2 separate regions of the Macaca mulatta genome follow, and region 2 is linked to region 1. The links are chromatin contacts, called in public Hi-C maps. All regions are on one chromosome and are shown on one strand. Each heading gives the region's core, a stretch centred on a gene start, on an enhancer-like site or on the middle of the called end of the contact. The rest is flanking DNA. Distances are from core to core; before and after follow the strand shown.

What was found. A called contact is a pair of places that touch in the nucleus more often than the background predicts.
Region 2: a Hi-C map of CD4 T cells shows a contact between it and region 1, with 4 times the contacts expected there. The contact joins two enhancer-like sites. A contact is called at or near these places in 5 of 14 Hi-C or Micro-C datasets (CD4 T cells, cortical neurons, fetal cortex germinal zone and 2 more).

What each region holds. Positions count from the first base shown.
Region 1 is chr15:53,219,270-53,221,793 of T2T-MMU8v2.0, reverse strand. No RefSeq gene overlaps it. Among named protein-coding and RNA genes, the nearest start is that of SLC44A1, 89 kb to the right of the region's middle. Within about 2 kb of position 1,258, at least 10 of the 40 cell types and tissues checked have an H3K27ac peak or open chromatin away from gene starts, as enhancers often do. A contact at or near this core is called in CD4 T cells, where this site is marked.
Region 2 is chr15:53,522,663-53,525,186 of T2T-MMU8v2.0, reverse strand. All of the region lies in intron 5 of ABCA1 (ATP binding cassette subfamily A member 1), which reads right to left. Among named protein-coding and RNA genes, the nearest start is that of ABCA1, 59 kb to the right of the region's middle. Within about 2 kb of position 1,261, at least 26 of the 40 cell types and tissues checked have an H3K27ac peak or open chromatin away from gene starts, as enhancers often do. A contact at or near this core is called in CD4 T cells, where this site is marked.

The sequences.
Region 1 (2,524 bases), core at 9-2,508:
GCTTTACATTTTTCATAACAAAATGTTAATAAAAAATAGTTTTCATAGGGCCTGGTGGCTCACGCCTGTAATCCCAGCACTTTGGGAGGCCAAGGTGGGTGGATCACCTGAGGTCAGGAGTTCGAGACCAGCCTGGCCAATGTTGAAACCCCATCTCTACTAAAAATACAAAAACTAGCTGGGTGTGGTGACTCATGCCTGTGATCCCAGCTACTCGGGAGGCTGAGGCAGGAGAATCGCTTGAACCTGGGAGGCAGAGGTTGCAGTGGGCCAAGATCATGCCACTGCACTCCAGCCTAGGCAACAGAGCGAGACTCCATCTTAAAAAAAAAAAAAAAAAAAAAAAAAAAAAAAAAAAAAGCTTTAAGTGCTGACCCAGGTCTTCAGGTAGCCAAGAATTATATATTTACCTATGTGATTTTTTTTTTAGAATTTTGCTTCATCAACTTGCTAAGCTCAATTATTCAGGGGTACTCTATCATCCTTCTGCTTGGTCTCTCTGAATAGTGGGATTGCTGGTTATTATTTTTTCTTTTTTATTCTTTTCTGTATTTTCAGAATTTTTTAAATGAGCATCTATTGCCTTTATAGTTAGGAAAATCAATAAAGCTATTTATTACCAATGTGGACTCATGGATTTTTATTTTATAAAATGGATTATCACATTATGCATTTTAATAAACTTATTTGAAATTTTACACGTGACAGGAGAATATTTATTTCTACCCCACAAACAGTAACAAAATAATACATAAAAATCAGAAACTTGGATTGTCCAAACAGTAGCCATTAGGAAGAGAATGTACTTTATGTACAGGATGCTTCTTCCTAAGAGGCAAGCCGGTTAAATGAAGAAAGTAGAATCCTGGATAAATATAGAAAATGTTTGCAGAAGGAAATTTTATTTCATTGCCTCAGTCCTAAATGGCATTAGCAAATACTGCAAAGTAATGAAGGAGGTCATTAAGAAGGAACTAGAAACGCCTTCCAATGTTATGGAAGAAATTCTGACATCTTAATTATATTCTGCCACCTAGTGACAAAGGAAGATTAACATACTTCCTTAGCCCAGCTACAACAGCAGAGAGGCCTGCCCTCCACCACCTAGACACCAGAGCCATGGCCTGACTGCCAGGACAAGCCTGATCCTACAAGCGCTTGGTGCACAGTATCCTCTCTCTGCTTCTGCTCACAACTCTGGGAGACACTGTAAATATGGTCAAAAGCCATGGAGCTGTTCAGTCTGTGGCTGACAGACTTCCCATGGAGCCAGGTCAACCCTCTGCCACTCAGCACAGTGCACTGGGAACTCTGCTCTCTCCTGCCTGTTGCAAAGGACTTCCAGGGAGAAACAAATTAGGAGACTAAAAAGACATGGCTCACGGTGGGCATTTTCATCCATAACTTCCACTGGACTTAAAAAGAGGAGTAAATACAGTGATCCCCTTACCCTGAAATAGGATAACTTTGTTTTGTTTTTGTTTTTGTTTTTGAGACAGTCTCGCTCTGTCACCCAGGCTGGAGTGCAATGGTGCCATTTTGGCTCACTGCAACCTCCGCCTCCTGAGTTCAAGCAATTCTCCTGTCTCAGCCTCCCGAGTAGCTGAGACTACAGGTGCACATCACCACATCTGGATAATTTTTATATTTTTAGTAGAGACAGGGTTTCCCCATATTGGTCAGGCTGCTCTGGAACTCCTGACCCCAGGTGATCTAACCCGCCTCCCAAAGTGCTGGGATTACAGGCGTGAGCCACTGTCCGCGGCCTGGGATAACTTTTATACAGGAATCTTTGCAATTACACGAGGTGATAGGCACAAAAACTCCTATTGATTCCCCGAATATAAATTGGGGAAGGAATGGATGGTCTCAAAGCACATTCAGGGGCAGCCACACACCACCTGGAAGAAGCTTCTGGTCCAGCGGATGTGGCCCGTGGAAGTGTTGGCCCATCATGCATTGCAATGGTGGGTAGGCAGGTAGGGGCGGGGCCAGGGCCGGAAGTAGAACTGTGGCCTCCATGGCCGCTTGTGACTCCAGAGGTTCTATGCAAGAACCATAGAATCACCGTGATTCTTTTTTTTATTTTTTTATTTTCTTTCTTTGTTTTTTGTTTTTAGTTTGTTTTTTTTTTTTTGAGACAGAGTTTGACTCTTGGTTGCCCAGGCTAGAGTGCAATGGCATGATCTCAGCTCACTGCAGCCTCCACCTCCCGGGTTCAAGTGATTCTCCTGCCTCAGCCTTCCAAGTAGCTGGGATTACAGGCACCTGCCACCATGCCTGGCTAATTTTTGTACCTTTAGTAGAGACGGAGTTTCGCCATGTTGACCAGGCTGGTCTTGAACTCCTGACCTCAGGTGATCTGCCCGCCTCTGTCTCCCAAAGTGCTGTGATTACAGGCATGAGCCACTGTGCCTAGCCCACTATGATTCTTTAGACGCTCTTTGAGGTCTCCTCTGTGCTTCTGTCAGCAGTTTCAGCCCAATTTTCGAAAGAACATTGGTGATAACAGCAGTGACATTTA
Region 2 (2,524 bases), core at 12-2,511, 300 kb before region 1:
AACAGGATAGTCATTTAGCCATTTAACTTTGGCCAACGAGTTAATGCAGACCCGGATTTTATAATCAGTAAAATGTGTGGGTTGGAGAAGATGATCTCTGAGATCTTCTCAACCTGACATTGAAAGGAACACAGGGCAAAACAAAATCAGCACTGGATGCAGCATCGGAGGGTCTGAATTCAAGAGTCAGCTCTGCCATTTCCTGACTGTGTAATCATGAAGCTTACTTTCCCCCTTATTTAAATCTCCTTAAGCCTCAGTTTCCTTGGATATAAAATGAGGCTAATACAGCACTTTGGGAAGCCGAGATGGGCGGATCAACTGAGGTTGGGAGTTCGAGACCAGCCTGACCAACATGAAGAAACCCCATCTCTACTAAAAATACAAAATTAGCCGGGTGTGGTGGTGCATGCCTGTAATCCCAGCTACTCGGGAGGCTGAGGCAGGAGAATTGCTTGAACCTGGGAGGCAGAGGTTGCAGTGAGCTGAGATCGCGCCATTGCAATCCTGCCTGGGCAACAAGAGTGACACTCTGTCTCAAAAAAAAAAAAAAAACAAAAAGGGGGCTGATAACATTCACAGGTTGTTGCGCAAACCAAAGATCAAGAACGTGAACGTGCTCTTTCAGGAGAAAAAGCTGACTTGCTCCAAGTGTTTGCTCGGGTAACTGGAAGGTATGACCTCTGTCACAGGATGCGGAGCTGGGCTACTGCTGCCAGCAGAAAAGAAAGTCACTATCCAGCAGAAGGTCAGGAGAGCTCTCCCACCACAATCTCTTCAATACCGAGCAAAATACTCGATCTGCTGAGCTCAGCCTCCTTGGTTTTGCCTGGAGGAGCAGTGGCCTACCAACTAGCCAAGAGCTTCGCTGTGTGCACCATAAAGTGGGGCAAAGGAAAGGAAAAAGCACAAAGCACAGGTGAAATGTGTGTTTGTGGGCTGGGGAAGAAACGAGGCAGAACCCTCAGTTTCTTGCCACACATCTAAGCCTCTGGGACCAAGCTGAGGAACGCACTTGCACGTGCAGGCGGAGGGGTGTGATGTGGGGTGGGGGCGAGGTCCTGCTTTCCCAGCCATTCAGTGTTCCTTCAGTTCTCTGAGCATAGAGGACCAGGAAGGTGGGAGGAGGGAAGAGAGGGAGGAAAGGGGTTAGGCTGTCTGCGGGGAGGCAAGAGAAGAAGGAGGAGAGGAGAGGAGGGAGGGCAGCTCAGGAAGGCGGAGGAGGGAAGCCGTTTGCTGAGCTGAGCTGAGCCGAGCCAGACGGGGTTACTCTCGGTCAGTGCCCTCCAGTCCCCAGCTCGGGTTTCAAGATCTCTGTCTTCTCTTTTGCTCAACATGAAAAGGAACCAAAGCAATCAGCTGCTTTAGAAGTGGGTGGAGGAGGCAAATGAAAAAACAGAAGTAGGGAAAATCGCATCAGTATCCCAGGTCCAGATGTCTTCTTCAATGGACCCCCTGGGGTGGGGGTGGGGGTGGGGTGGGGGTCTCCCAGCCTGCTAGGAGCTGTCAACTGGGCAGGGCCTGGGAGGGGGAGGCAAATTCTAACTCGTGGTTTTAATCACACTGAGTTTGTCCAGCCTTATAAATAAGACCTTGAAACTTCTCTGCTACACAAGGGCTAGTAACAAATACAGTCCAGTGGCTTTATGGTATTTTTTAGTGTTTTGTTTTCCTGATGCTCTGCTGTCTTCTTGAAGAACAGATGCTGCCTGCTTCACCAATAGCTGAGCACTCTCTGGGAAGACCAGGTTGGTGGGTGCTCAGGAGAAGGGGTGAGGCAGGGTGATGCAGCTGCTCCTTCAGGTGACTCCTTAGGGCAGGGGAGAGTAGGCCAGGGGTGTGTGGTGCACGCAGCCTGAGGACACCCATGCTGTTCATCCCAGCCTGGGCTTTCCAACCCAGGAGATGCTTCCTTCTCTACAGAGAAGGCTTTCCAAGGGATACCAAGACAGACCTGAAAAAACTCAGTTCCAGAAATTTCCAGTTATATGACCTTGGGAAAGTCAGTTAGGCTCTCTGAGGGCCCCTATAAAACGGCTTGAGGGAGTGGCTCCAGTTCCTTCTGCCAGTTGAGGAAATGCTGTTTGTGCCCTCCTAAGAATGCAGCAACAAGGCACCATCCTGGAAGCAGAGAGCAGCCCTCACCAGACACCAAACCTGCCCACACCTTGATTTTGGATTTCCCAGCCTCCAGAACTGTGAGAAGTAAATTTCTACTGTGTATAAATTACCCACTCTCAAGAATTTTCTTCTAGCAGCACAAACAGAATAAGACAATACCCACGTCTTACTGAGAAGAGGGAAGGTGGGAGAGGTTACTGGAAGCCCCTAGAATGAGGGTTGAAGACCCTGAATGTAACAAGTCCCCCAAAGAGCCAGTGCAGCCCCAGAGGGAAAGGATGTCCTGGTCACACTGGCCAGGGCGTGGAAGGACACAGTCAGGCTGGCTTGGAAGCTCAGAAGGAAGTGGAAGATAACACTAAGACATAACATTGACCCAAATGAATTTTGGATCTGAACAGAA